2 separate regions of the Arachis hypogaea genome follow, and region 2 is linked to region 1. A link is a contact called in public Hi-C data. All regions are on one chromosome and are shown on one strand. The core of a region is the stretch at or near the end of the contact, and the rest is flanking DNA. Distances in the headings are between cores, read along the strand shown.

The links. A called contact is a pair of places that touch in the nucleus more often than the background predicts.
Region 2: a contact with region 1 is called in a Hi-C map of leaf, with 2.0 times the contacts expected there. The contact joins the promoter of LOC114925348 here to the promoter of LOC112750359 in region 1. A contact is called at or near these places in 3 of 8 Hi-C or Micro-C datasets (leaf and an unstated tissue).

Annotation. Positions count from the first base shown.
Region 1 is chr15:62,754,437-62,762,340 of arahy.Tifrunner.gnm2.J5K5, forward strand. LOC112750359 (sphinganine C4-monooxygenase 1) reads left to right here and starts at 4,290. Exons shown (of 2, transcript XM_025799055.3): 1 at 4,290-5,026; 2 at 6,060-6,930. The coding sequence starts at 4,802. The coding sequence ends at 6,614.
Region 2 is chr15:63,012,610-63,020,513 of arahy.Tifrunner.gnm2.J5K5, forward strand. It overlaps LOC114925348, which reads left to right and starts at 2,682. Exons shown (of 8, transcript XM_029292943.2): 1 at 2,682-2,909; 2 at 3,458-3,556; 3 at 3,651-3,698; 4 at 3,798-3,902; 5 at 6,374-6,463; 6 at 6,550-6,623; 7 at 6,712-6,766; 8 at 7,729-7,904. The coding sequence starts at 3,518. The coding sequence ends at 7,794.

The sequences.
Region 1 (7,904 bases), core at 3,040-5,539:
GCCATTGTTTCATTAGCTCATTTACCCAAATAGCCTTACCTTTTAACTTCTATTGTTAGCTAATTTGAGCCTACGTTTAACCCACTTATTCTTAATTTTAGTACATTACAAGCCTTGAAGCGAAAAACAATAAATGTCCTTCATTTGGATCTTTGATTGGCTTAGACTAGTGAGTGTGAGTAACATTCAAGTGTGGAAAATCTTGGGACATTGGGAGAATAAAAGGGTAGTTTTGCATTTTAGTTGTAAATATTGGGAATTGGGTACATGCTCATGTGTAATGAATGTAAAACCTTATGCATTGATGTTTTTGTATATATTGCAAAGCAAAAAAAAATGAAAAAGAAAAAAAAAAAGAAAGAAAAATATATGTAGATATCAAAAGAAAAAAAATAGAAAGAAAAGAAAAAGAAAAGAAAAGTAATAAAAAGAGGACAAAATGCCCCAAGTGAAGCTCAATAATAATCAATGCATATGTGTTGTGATCAAGGAAAAAAATGCATGAGTATGTGAAAAAGTGAAGAATGGATAGTTAGGTTTGTTTAGAATTGTATAAGTTGCTATATAGGTTAGGTGGGAAGTTTAAGTTAATCAAAGATTCAAATTTCAAGTCCACTTGACCAAATATGCATCCTTACCTTTACCCTAGCCCCATTACAACCTAAAGAAAAGACCTCATGATACTTGTATGCATGCATGAAATAAATGTTGATTGTTAGAAGACAAACAAATCATGGAAAGCATGATTAGGAGAGAATTGAGTGAATCGACCCTATGCACTTGAGCGACTAGAGTGCAAACACTTCCGGTGAGGGTTCGACGCTCAATTCCTTGATTCCCGGTTTTCATGAGCGTTCTTCTTGCAAGTCTACTTGAACTTCATTTTCATACTTGAAATGGTAGGATTCATGAATCGTTATATGATCTTGGCCCTACTTGTGCATGTATGTCTTTGAGATTGATTTATTTTTAACCAAGTAGATAGAATCATTTTGCATTTAGTTGCATTCATATAGATAGATGCATATAGTTTAGGTTGCATTTAGATTAGTTCACATTGAATAAATGTTGATACCCTTTTCTTTCTCTTGGTTTAAGCATGAGGACATGATTGATTTAAGTGTGGGGAGGTTGATAAACCCCATTTGTAGGATTTATCTTGTGCTTGATTTAGGGGATTTTATAACCTTTTACCCACATTTATTCAATGAAATAGCATGGTTTTGTTATTCTCCTTTAATTGTGCCTAAGAGTGAAAACATGCTTTTTAGGACTTAAAATAGCTAAATTTAATTCACCTTGATTCCATTAGATGCCTTGATGTGTTTGTTAAGTAATTTCAGATTTAGGAGGCAAAGATTGGATCAAGGGAATGAAGGAAAAGCATGTAAAAATGGAGAACTCATGAAGAAATGAAGGAATCGCAAAAGTTGTCAAGCCGACCTCTTCGCACTTAATTGACCATAACTTGAGCTACAGAAGTCCAAATGACGCGGTTCCAGTTGCGCTGGAAAGCTAACATCCAGGGCTTCGAAATGATATAAGATTTTCCATAGTTGCATCGTGCATAGGGGCGCGCATGCGCATGGTGCGCGTCGCACCGATGGTTGCACATGCTTCACTTAATGCAACTCGTGGCCAGCGAATTCTAAGGCATTTTGGGCCCAATCCAACTCATTTCTGATGCTATTTAACCCAAGGATTGAAGAGGGATGAGAATCTAGGTAGTTAGTGAGTTTTATTTGAGTTTTATCATGCTTTAGTTAGTTTCTAGAGAGAGAAGCTCTTTCTTCTCTCTAGAATTAGGAGTAGGTTATATCTAGATTTGGAATTCTTAGATCTAGGTTAATTTCATGCTTTGATTTACTTTTTCTTTTGTAATTCTTCTTCTTCTACATCTCTTCTCTCTAGTTTAGCATTTAATTCTTGTAATTCTCTATTTTTATGTTCATGCACTTTTGTTTCTTCTACTTCTCTTTAATGCAATTTATGATTCATGATTCCTTTATTGTTGATTTGATTTGTTGTTGTTTAATTCCTTGCAATTAAATAGTGTAGATTTACTTTTCTTGCAATTTTACTATGCTTTCCTTTTGTGCCTTCCAAGTGTTTGACAAAATGCTTGGAAGGATTTTAGTATAGAATTTTATGCTTTTGGCTTGGGAAGGTAACTTAGGAACTCTTGAGTTACTAATGTCCAAGTGATTGACGATTGGGAGCCATTAACTCTAGATCTCACTAATTGAATTGGTGGAGAACTAGGACTTATGGACTTGGATTGACATAGCTCATTTGACTTTCCTTTATTAGTTAGAGGATGACTTAATGGGGTTGATCCTTGCCAATTCTCATGTTGTGGTTAGTGATAGGGATAGAGATCCTTGACCACCAAACCTTGCCAAGACCTTTGTTAGTTGTTAGTTTATTTCCTTTGCCATTTATATTTCTTGTCTACTATCCCAAAAATCCCAAAACATACTCCATAACCAATAACAAGACACTTTATTGTAATTCCTAGGGAGAACGACCTGAGGTTTCAATACTTCGGTTAATAGATTTTAGGGGTTTGTACTTGTGACAACCAAATTTTTGTATGAAAGGATTAGTGTTGATTTAGAAACTATATTGCAACGAGCTTTCATTTGTGAATTCTAAACCGTCAAAAAGTCCTCTCATCAAGCGGCCGACCTAGGGCCCTACTGAGGAGGAGTCGAAGAGAACGCGACACCCACGTTGATCGTGGCCACAAATGACGCGTTGGGGGAACTGTTTTGGCCTAGCCCAACACACTCAAGGTCTGGGTCTGGGCACCCGCCCGACCCGGCGGCCTGTCCACAACCGACTGGAAGACGACTCGTGTTGTCACCCCTTCTACATGATCATGGACAGCTGGAAAGGAAGTTTTCAAGAAAGAGGGACTGTCCATGAGGGGCCCACACACGTACAGGCTATCTAAGGGGAGGGCCCTACCCCTCCCCAAGGTACGTCACTCCTTTTACTCTAATTGTCACCTCTTCGTATGGACTTTTATTTGGCATTGGAGTCCTTGCAAGTGGCACACCCCCTACTCCTCAAATCCTCGGCTCGCCAGGACCTCAATCCAGATCCTGCCCCAGCTGCACTCCTCAGTACCCAGACTTCCCAACCCGTTTGGCACACGACTGAACAAGATTTTTTTAATAGTTTTATTTAATATTTAATTAAACCGGTTGAACTCCGATTAAACCCCAATCGAATCAGTAAATTATTGAACCAGTAACCTCATCGGTTTATTGACCAGTCCAATTCACGCAACTTTGGTCAAGACTTGATCAACTTGCGTGTTGATGACATCAGCAACAAATTTGAGCAAATTTTAGAAACTTGTCTCTGCTGGGATTCAAATCTAAAGTTAAAAAAATGATGAGGAACCTTACAACCACTAAGCTAAGAAGTTTTTCACTATATATTGTGTATTTGTGCTTCTTTTTTACCATATAACATACCTAATACTATTCTCATTTTTTTTATTGATTGATTGTTTACTTTTATTCTTTAACTTTTACTTGAACACTTTTTTTATTGAGCTTTTTAATTTATTTATTTTTTACAAAATTAAAATTAAAAATTTCTACCTTTATTTTTTAGAAATAAAAAACCTGAAATAATACTTTCTATTTATTAAGTTCAATCAGATTAATAACAAGTTCAAATAAATAAATCTCATAGTTTTTTATAATAAGTATAAATTATTAAAATAAGAAATAATAATCAATTTAATAAAAATAAAAATAAAAATTTTTTATTAAAAAATTATATAATTATTTAATTATGATCGAATCAATTGATGTAACTAATTATCTAATAATTAAACTAATGACCCATTAAACTAATATTTTGATCAAATTAATTATCGCTTTAATTGTAACAACTATGTTTTTTTTGTAGGAATTAAATTCTTTCAATTTTTTTCTCACTTGAAAAAATAAACTGTCATTTTTCACATACATTTTATTAATAAGAGAAAAAAAATAAAAAATAAAAAATATACAATTAAATAATTAAAAATTATATTTTATTCTAACAAAAAAAATTAAGAAACTTTTTTTTTTTTGAATAATCCATTCGCTTTCTTGCATACAACACAGAAAGTGTATAATTACTGACTTTTGGCTTTAGGTCAACTCCAATGCGCCCGTTCCACAGAAGATACGTTAACATTCAAAACCGGCTTGCTTAAACCATCAGTGGTCCCGTTCCTATTTTTGCTCGGTCAAACACGGTGTCGTCTCGTTCACTCAAAAATATTAAAAAAAGAAAAACACGTCATCACTTCATAACGGGCTCTACTCTAATGCCCAAACGAAACTATCAGTTCCTTCCTCTAATCTAACGCAACCGTCCGTTTCTCCCATCACTACACATCAGCCCATACAACCGTGCGCCATCACCACACAGAAGCATAATCTCTGATATTTTTTCCAGCGTGTACTATTCGTTTTGTAGAGTCCCATTCGCGCAAGCAATTATTCATTCTCTCTTTGGAATCTTCCTTTGCCAATTGCCACTTCGAGGAACCCTAATAAATCTGTGATTAATGCACCTAACCAATATTTAATTGGTTCTTTATTTCTTTATATGGGTTTGCCGGCAAAACCAACTAAACTACTCAGATTGAAGACATCAACAGAAACCAGAGTTTCAGTTTATTCCCAACATAAGGGTTAGGGTTTCCCTGTTGGTTCCTCAGTCCGAGTTCTTTCAATTCCGTTCCAATTTCGTGTGATTGAGGTCTCTCTTCACTCCAATCGCAATAAAAACAATGATTTTGGGGATTTCTGATGAGATGCTTGGGACTTTTGTCCCAATCATAATTTACTGGGTTTATTCGGGGATTTACGTTGTTCTTGGTTTGTTTTCTGAGGATTACCGGTTGCATACCAAGGAAGATGAAGATGAGAAGAATTTGGTGTCAAAGGGTGCTGTGGTTAAAGGAGTTGTCCTCCAACAGTTAGTTCAAGCGGTGGTTGCAACTCTCTTGTTTGCGGTATGTGTCTATCATTATTTTTTTTTTTCCCAGGAGTTGGAGGAGTAAAGTTTATATGTTTTATCTCGCTTTTCTTTTATCGATTTATTTTTATGTATGATGATTAAGATTAACCACAAGAAGATGCAAGGATTTAGTTAATTACTAATTTAAATTACCCCCAAATGTGCCCCTTTTTTTTTTAGGTTTAAATACCAACCACGCTTTCAAATTTAGCTTCTCACATTTTGAGAGACGTGTGGTCAACAAACAAAGCTTTTTCTGTATTTTTTATGTCACTATTAACCCCATAATTGCAAATAGTCTTTGTGCCTTGCCTTGTAAACTAAACCATGGCCTATTTGAGAAATCATGGTTTCTGTTTTGCATGCGCTAGTCTATTAATCCACTATCAGGAGCTAACTGGTTGATTAATTCAATATAGATAATGTAATAGTTTCCGTAAATGCTATGCATCCAAAATAACTTAAATGTAAACCTTCTGAATCACCAATGAGAAAGTTGCAGATTTAGTGATCCATGCATTGTCTGACTTCGGGACCTGGATTTTATCTTCATATTCATTTTAGATGGTAGAGTGAAAGTTCTTTAGAAAGATCAATAACATACGGAAAAAAGCTACAGGTCTGATCATGTCCCGTAACATTTATCCAAAAATTTGTCATTGAAGGGGCATCAATTGTGTTTCAACCATTTAGGATATTGCTGAATGCACAAATCAAATTGTATGCCATAGAAACTTCCTTCTAATTATGAGACTTGCACTTGTAAGTATGTGAAAATTATACAAGGATTGGTTTGATAGTCTAGTGGTTAAGGTAGGACACTTAATCTAAATTGACATTGGCTTTATCTGGAGCTTTTTTTACCCTTAAGTGTTACTGTTGGAGGGGGTGTGTTGGACTATAAAAATTTTTATCCCCCTCATCAGCATTAAAGATGGTACTAATTCTAGTGTAAAATCATTAGAGTCCATGTGTAGCTATTTATTCAGATAAACTCAATTGTAATCGGGGTATTTGTTATTTTATAGGTGACAGGAAGCGATACCCAAAGTGATTTGAATCAGAATGCTTCCCTCCTTGCTGTGGCCCGGCAATTTGGTACTGCTATGTTGGTAATGGACACATGGCAATATTTCATGCATAGGTACATGCATCACAACAAGTTCCTATACAAGCATATTCACTCCCAACATCACAGACTTATTGTACCTTACTCATTTGGAGCTTTGTACAATCACCCTCTGGAGGGACTGCTTCTTGACACCATCGGCGGGGCTTTGTCTTTCCTTTTGTCTGGCATGAGTCCTCGGGCCTCCATCTTCTTCTTCTCCTTTGCCACCATTAAGACGGTCGATGATCATTGCGGGTTGTGGCTCCCTGGAAACCTTTTCCACGTTATCTTCAAGAACAATACAGCATACCACGACGTGCACCATCAGCTCTATGGAAACAAGTACAACTACTCGCAGCCATTCTTCGTCATGTGGGATCGCATCTTGGGCACTTACATGCCATACACATTGGAGAAGAGGGCTGATGGGGGTTTTGAAGCCAGACCTTGTAAAGACTCCAAGGATGATTAACTTTTTATCTTAGTGAGTATTCTTTTTGTGTACTAGTATTGGTTTTCGTTATTTATGATCAGCACTTCCTGGGTGACCAGCTTTTGTATATAAACATTATACTGAATTGCCTACGCTACTATTGTTCTTCACATGTCTGTTTATACTAGATAGACTTAATAAGGAAATTGAGAAGCTACCTAGTTACGGTGTTATTTCACCCTTTTATGTACGGCTGCTATAATGCTATTATCAAAACTTGTATACATTACCTTGTTTTCTAAACTTGCTTAAGGATGCAATTTCTGATACTGGTATAGTAAGTTCGTTTTGCTGACTCTGTTTTTCTGCATGTATATATATATATATGCTTAAGGATGCAATTTCTGATATTGGTATACTATGTTCGTTTTGCTGACTCTGTTTTTCTGCATATATATATGTTCTCAAATTGATGCCAAAGCTGTGGTTATGAGGTGATTTTTGTGTATGTGGATAGACCTGTATCTTATGCACTTCATGGAGCCATAGTTATTTATGATTGAACAAGATGCCCAGGCGGCCCGGGGGGGGATGTGTACAGTAACGAGGGGGAAATGCTGAAATTGCCGAGGCTTATGGGTTTTTAAGTGACTGAGCTGCTTGTTACCTATTAGCATGCATTAAGATATACGTTCAGTTATGTCTACATCTTTGAGTTTGAATGAATTTTAGCATCCTTGAAAACGCAATTTCAAGTGTTTCACTTTCTTCGCATATTCATATATATGCAGCACCTAAACTTATTACCTTTTACCTCCCTATAAGCAAGAATGCTACGAAAGGAAGCTGCAACTAAATCAATAGCCACAATCTGTTTTCAAAAGGACATACACAGAAGTTGGGCGTTCTCAGCAAGATCTCATCCATTTTCCTCCTTTGTTTAAAATTTTCCCTAAATTTAATCATTGTTGTGTATTAGTCTAATGGGAAAATTATCTATTATGTTTTAAGCATTTGATCCCGTAAACACTACCAATTTTTTTTGTCCCACAGTATCCATCTGTCCAGCAGGCTAAGGACTAATCTGTTATAGATTTGAGTTCTATTTAAGAGTATTTGTTGGCTAATGGATAACTGAATACACGAGGTGGGATTGAAACCCTAACACTTGATTAAACAGATTAATGAACTCTAACCCAACTTGGTTTAAACACTATCAATTCAATCCGACATGATTAAATAGTTTTTGTTTGGGTCAATCCAACCCATTGGAATCAATTACTGGCCCGTTCCATTTTTGCCCAATCCCATAAGTAGAGCAATCTTACT
Region 2 (7,904 bases), core at 1,432-3,931, 260 kb after region 1:
GGTGTTACCTAATTAATTTTATTTTAATTTTTCTGTTCAATTCTCCTTAAAAATTTCGAAATTTTTAGCTTGCTTTTTGAGCATTATTTTCGAAAATTTTAGCATTAAATAGTAAGTGTTTTTATTTTATTATTTTACACAGGTTACCTCACTGGGAATTCTCTACATTCTGATGTAGAGAGTCTCATCTTTTCTTTTTTTCTGTCTGTTTATGAGCAGGAATAGGGATAGGGAACCTCTTATAGACTTTGATCCTAAACTTGAAAGGACTTTGAGGCAGCATTTGCAACACGCTAGACTGTACAAAGCTAGTGAAACTCTTGAAAGGGAAGCTGCAAAGTCCACTAGATCACAATCGTGATGTGAATGGCAATATGGCAAATCTGAATGAGAATGAACAACCTAGAAGAATGCTTGGCTCTTACACTGCTCCGAATGCAGATCTTTATGGAAAAATCATTGTGGTACCTCTTATAGCTGCAAACAAATTTGAACTGAAGCCTCAGCTTGTCACTACAAGAAAAAAGGCCTATGACCACGCTTTTTTCTTGCCACGCTTTAAAAGCGTGGCCAAAAATGGTCAATGGCCACGCTTTTATAATGGCCACGCTTTTATGAGGGTGGCAATTGATTAGGAATTTGAGCACGCTTTTTTTGCCACGCTTAAAAAAGTGGCGAAAGGGGTCTATGGCCACGCTTTTATGAGGGTGGCAATTGATTGAAAATTTGGCCACGCTTTTTCTTGTCACACTTAAAAAACGTGGCCATAGAGAGAAACAGAGACACTTTTAAAGCGTGGCAAAAATTTTTTTTTTATCTTGGCACATTTTTAAAGTGTCCCCATTTCTAATAACTCTGTTAGCACCCTAGAAGAGCCTGCTGAAAAGGTTCCACTAAGAAAAAAGAAACTCACTCCCAAACGCGCTACACTCACCCACTTAGTGTGTGTTTGGATTACAGTTTGTAAACGAGAGTTTGCATAGAATTGATTTTGCAAACTTGATTTTGATGAAAAGTAAGTTTGTATTAACGTGATTTATATTTGGCAATCTTTATATTAAAATGGATTATAATAAAATAAATGTTGTTTGGATTTTGCTACTCAAAATCACTTTTAGAGAAAAAATTACTAAAAGAGACATCAATTTAAATAATTTTTTATATTATCCTATCATTTTACTTTAGATATTTGAATAGATCTTAGTAATTCATTTTATAATAAAAATATTTATCATATAAATAAACATTATTATTTTATAATAATAAAATAATATCTATCTTTTGAGAAAAAAATACAATAAAAAATAAAATTATAAAAGAGAGTACGTACTATACATTCTATAATGTCAAACAAAAAGAAAATGTTCTATAATCTTTTTAGTACTTTATTACTCTTTAATTTATATCATTTTGGAATATACATTTTTATTATTTATAACTCTTTTGTTACTTATATTTAGTATATAATAAAAAATAAAATAAAATACAATAAAAATACAAAAAAAACAAAAAAAAACTTCATATCAAACATAGTATATAATAATTACAACCAACAACATGTATCATATGAACAAAAAAATTACAACAAGAAGTAAATAAAATTGATATGAATAAAATAAAATAAAAAAATAAAAAATTTTATACACAACATAAATATAGTACAATAAAGGATAGAAAAAAAGGAATTTATATAAACAAAAAATAATAAAAATTAATAAAAATAAGAATTTATATCAACAATAGTTGTCATATGAATAAAAAAGTACGATAAAAATATAATAGAGCACTAAAAAAATAACATCAAAATACTAAAAAAATAATATAAAAAATATTTATCGTATAAATAAAAAAATACAATAAAAATATAAAAATCAAAATATGAAAGAAAGTACTAAAAATAATAAAAAATAATTAAATTTTTTATCTTGGCAGTGATTGAAACAGATCTAAAAAATTTTGATAGAAAAAAAAAATTCAGAACAAAAAACATACACAACAAATAAACGAAGAATTACTGTGAAAATTATGGTTACTTGCATCCTTTTTATAGAAGAAAATAGAGGGTAGGATTGGTAGAAACAGAATAAATTTTCTACTTAATTCCTCTCAACGTGAACGCAGAAGTAAGAAATTTTAGCTTCACATGAACGTGCGTTCAGAGGTAAAAACACTTCTGGGTTTAGAGTTCTAACAAATTACCAAACATAAAAATGGGGCGTTCAAAACACTCAAACGGACTTCTCTCTTCTCCAACGTGAACCAAACACACCTAAGTCACTGACTCATCAGACTTATACTCTTCTCCCCTATTACACACTAAAGCTCTGAATACCCTAACACTCGGACAGAGCTCATCTACGGCGCTTGCACTCTCTCATCTGTTGGGGCTCCCTCCATCATCTCCCCTAACCTGTCTCTGCTGGCGCTCGCACTCCCTCGGCGCTCACTACTCACCGCGTCGGTTAGCCAACGGAGGTCGCCTTTCCTTCCTCCGTGCCGCCAGTCTCTGCCTTCCTTCCTCGATCGTCTATTCTCATCTGCTCTACCGCCTTCGCTCCTTGTGTGCTCCACTTCACTCTCTGTTGTTTTCGCTTTCCCTACCCTCTTTGCTGTTTATGTCATCTTTCTCCAGCCTCTCTGTTTCTATCTTTGCATCTAGAATGCAGCCATAGGTAAATTATTTATTGTTTTTCTTTGATCTAATTTTTTGTTTTGATTTTCATGGTCACCAGGAACGGTGGAAGTTTCGGTTTGGTGAACGAGGACCTTCTCCAGAACATTCTGGCGAGGCTCTGGCTCGTTGGTTCGCTTCCGCTGCTTGCGTCAGCAAATCATGGAGCTTTGTCTGCAATCGAATCCTTACTCGTCCAAAGCTCTCTTTTGCTCTTTCTCTCAATCCTTCACTTTCCGTGAGTTTCACCTATTTCCCCCGAATCAAAAGATTTCTTAAAATCTAGGGTTAATTGAAAATGGAAATGGAGCTTTGTGATTATATCAGCTTGTTTTTGGAGTAAAATTTTTGAATTTGTACTCATATCCAAAGGTGTTTGAGACTTTGACCTCATATCATCATGGAGTTCTCCAGGTGAAGCACTGGCAGAATCTTATTTCTTTGTTTGAGCATTGTATGTAGATTAAATCCTATATTTAGTGCTTGTATCCCCAATTAGATTCCCCAATTAGATCTGAATTTTCTTTATGGAAGTTCAAAATTAATTCAATTTTATGATTGTTTATCCATCAAGTCCAAAGTAAAAAGGCATCTATCATTTTGCAACAGTGCATATAAAACTAATGTTATTGTGATTTTTGGTTGCAAGTTGTAAAAGTAGTGTTTTAAATATCTTAAATTTGTGTCTATGATTACAGAAAATTTTATTTCTGGAAATTATCTTTTGTTGTTTGAGTATATATTTGTTACTAACTTTATTATTGCTTCTTAATTTGTATGATCCAGTATGGTAAAGATTATGAGTTTGATGCTCCAGTGAAGCTCCTAGAGAAACATCTACATGCTATGGCACAATCTGTTGTTGAGCAACTTGTTGTTTCTCAGGTCTTGGCCTATGCTATCCCTTATTTTAATTTTTTCTTTTTTTTAATTGGATTTGCTGTTTAACATTTGCTCTTACTTAAACTTTACTATATAGGTTCTCGTGTCTGACATTAAGATTGGATATAAGATAGTTAACACTCAGGTAAGAGAACATTTATTGATATTAAATTATTAATTGTTATAGATCTTAATCAATGGTTGATTTGAAATGCTTACCCCTTCTCTTTTTGGATTCATATAGGTTCTTGCTTTCAATGGTAAGCCTGTGAAGAATTTGAAGGGCTTGGCCACCATGGTTGAGAACTGTGATGATGAGTCTCTAAAGTTTGATCTGGAATACCAACAGGTTCTCTCTCATGGACTCAGTCGTGTGAATTTTTTTTTTTGACTTTCTAAAGTTTTCTGAATTAACATTTAATCTAACTTTCATGTATCAGTAAGCTGCCCATTCTTCTCTTTACCCATTCTTTACATATTTCGTTTAAGCATATATTTTTCTAGTTTCTTATGTAGAATTTGATTTGTCATATCAATTAGAAGTTGTTTCTTTCTCTATCTTTTACATAATTAAATTGAAAGTAAAACTACACTTTAGTCCAAGGAAAATTTTCATTTAAAAACTTAGCCTGTAAAAGATTAAATGTACTCACTTTAGTCCTTGTAATATTTATGTTTCAACACTTTAGTTTGTAAAAGATTATAGGCTTAAATAAGTTTTTGGTCCCTGTAAAATACTCGATTTTTTGTTTCGGTCTACTAAATTTCAAAAGTTGTCTATTTTAATCCTTCTTTTTAGTTTGCTTTAAAGAGTAGTTTCTATATTGTAGAAAATTTAAGAAATATAAGACAGCTAAGAAGGAGACAAAGGTGGCAATAAGAGAGTCAAAACAAGAGTGTATGAGAGTCTTTATCAGTATTTGGGTACGAAGGATGAGAGATTTGGATCAAATTAAGTCATTAAGGACAAGAATGGTGAGATTTTGCAATGAGAATTACTTCATGAGTATAAAAGTCTCTCGGTGCTTTTGCAATGAGAATTACTTCATGACGTGATAGTTACTGCAATAGGCACTTAGCGCATGTGTATTTAGTATGTAATAATACTGATTTCTGTATTTTACTAATTTTCAATTTGTTAATGAAGTTTATCTAAAAGTAATAATACTGATTTCAATTTCTCAGTCATTCATTTCATCTACAAGAATTGAATACACGAGTTCAAGCATTCAGGCTTCTATTTTGTTTAGATTCATTAATAAATAATTAAAGCCAATGACTAAGAATAATATATCAGTTCTAATAATACATAGAGTCTAAGTTTGTGATATGACTTATAGTTTCTTTTGTACAACTCTTAATTCTTTTAGCCGTTGAGTATGCGAGGGAGTGGATCTAGCTTGATATTTTAAATTGATATTATTTGCAGTTGCTGAAATTCAACCTTTAATGCTTTGATTTGTTAATGCTAAAATTGGATCATTTAGATTAGTATTCATTTGTTGTTATTATTGTCATTATTCGTCTGCTAATATTGATGGTGTCTTTTGGTGTCAGCTAATAGCTAAGTGTTGGAGGGTTGTTGTTTTAATTTGTCGTGTTTTGTGTGTTGATTTTCATATAATGTGCTCCAATTCCAGGATCAGCAGCAGTCTTGATCTTCACTAGGGGGGGGGGGGGATTAAACTGAAAATAATATCAGTGCATTTATAATGAAATGCTTCTTGAAGTTTTGGTCATAGAATTTAACTAGCTTCTTTTTTTATTCACCGATGTCATTTTTAATATCCTAATTCCTACTCTCTATTAGGCATTCAGTTCACTGTTTTCACTATACAAACTGCTTTAACTAATTTACTTAAATTGCTGAGGAATTGAGATAAACTGACCTTAATTAACCAGTACAATTATTGGCATTTACAAAATTTCAGAGCTAGATTTCCTGTTGTGGTGTGATTTAGTTTTTTCATATTTACACGTTTCCAATATCAACTTGAAAGGCATAATTAATGATACCATTTTTGGGTAAGCCACTTAAGGTTCTGTGGTTATAAGATTTGCAGGTAATTTCTATGTTATATATTCCAGTGTTGGTATTGAATCTGCTTTAATTTTATTTCCCAGGATGTGACAGCAACTAAAAGAAATGAATTTGAGGATTATTTTTTGAAGTGAGAGTTGCTCATGGGAATATATGAGAAGGGTTTTTAAAGGCCTTCTCCTATCCAAGTAGAAAGCATTCCAATTGCTCTTACTGGTAGTGACATATTCTTGCAAGGGCTAAAAATGGGACAGGCAAAACAGCTGCATTTTGCATTCCTGCATTGGAAAAAATTGACCAGGATAACAATGTTATTCAATGTTTGACTTCTTCCTCTTACCTTTATCTTTCTATTAGATTCCCATGAGATCGATTGAGAGGATTATCATATTTATTGTAGTTCAAGGCCAGTTTGAATGAACTTCTCAGGGAACAAGCTTGCTTCAATGGGCATAAATTTTTACTATAATATTTTTTTCTCATGTTTTTAGGATTTTGTCCTAGTTTAGATTATATATGTGTTGATGTTGGCTTTGTTGCCATGATTTAAACTGATGGGAACTAATCATGTTATGGATGAGGTAAATACTTTTTTGCCTCAACTTCTACTCATTTATAAAAGTGGTTGACATGCATAAACTATTTGAAAAGTTGCAATCCTTTTAAATGAGAACAAACAAATTTTCAATTCTATTCTCTTCATATGTTCATTCTGTTTCTTTAGTAGTAAGAGTTGGTTCCTAATCCCTTCTTTTACATTGCTTTTTGTTTGGTTTCAGGCTGATAAGCTTTTGTCCCTAGAATTCCAACCTTCTATAGTTTTTATTAATTTTGATTTTCCCAAGAATTCAAAAACTTATCTCCACAAGGTATGGTGATTTTTCCTCATTTCCTTCCTAATTTATTTGCCTTGACACTGATTTCCTGTTCTAACAGATCATATACGGATATACAGGTCGGTCGCTCAGGGAGGTTTGGGCATCTTGGTTTAGCAGTTACCTTGATCACTTATTGGGACCGCTTTAATTTGTATGTAATTTACAGTCTGTTAAGTTAATGCATTTCAACTGTATATGCTATAGATTTATTATGCATTCTGTCTTTTGTGCTGATATAGGATTGAACAAGAATTTGGAATTGAAATAAAGCAAATTCCACCACACATTGACCAGGTATGACAGGATGGAGTTTAATGTTAGCCTTTTAACTGGCAGATATTTTGCTGGGTTCAGTTTGGGTTTCCCTTAATTTTATTTTCAGATGTGTTTGTTGCTAACATTAGTAACATGATGGGTCCTGTTTGGCAGATATTTTGCTAACATTTGTGTTTGTTGGTAACATTAGTAACATCAGTTTGGGGGGATGAGAAGAGTTTTCTATTTCCCTCAGGGACAGAGAATAGGTAAATCACAAAAATGCTTTACTATGTTTGGTGTTGAAAAAATCCTAAAAAAAAAAAGTTATACAATTTCCTAGTGGATCTTGAGCTCAGATATTTGGTCAAAATTTGCAACTACTTCACTTAAGTTTTTTTTTTCAATTTGAGCTACATGGTTTGATTTCTTTTGTTGCCTTTTCTTGTTATTTGTTATTTCATTGTGCAATTTCTAATTTATAACTTGGTTATTATATTTTATTTGCTCTTTCTACAATCGTTTGAGAAAAATTAAAAGTGAGTTTTGTTGGTAGTGAAAGAATTTTTTTCTTTTATCAAAGTGTTTGGAAAATAAAAGGAATTATCATTAACTTCATCATCCTCACTTGATAAGAATCCACTTGTTTTCTTGTTTGTTAAGTATGAATTTGGTTACTATTTGTGCTAGGCTACTATGGTTACTATCTATTTGCAACTTATTCTAATAAGATATTCCAGAGATTGTTATAAAATTATACAAAATGGTTGAACTTGGAATTTTATATGCATATCTTTAGAATTATCTCCCAGGAATAGTGGTGGCGAATTGCATGTGATCAACTTGTGCATGTCACATATTTCAATATGAAGATGTGACACACCCTTATTCCAAGCCTTATATATTTTTTTATGATTCCTTTCTTTAATATTTATCATGGCAAGATGTTTTGTAATTTGCTTACCTTCTGTTTTTCGTTATTCATATGATCATACTTGCAGATTATTCGTGAAGTGTATTGTGGAGCTTTCCATTTGGTTCCTTTATCCGAGGAAGGCCTGGTATAAGCTTGGGGTGATTCAATGACATTTCTTAATTCCCTTTCTAGAAATTCATTTTTGTTTATGTTTGTAAATTTCATGGACACTGTCGTTGCATGTATAGAGATGACATGGCT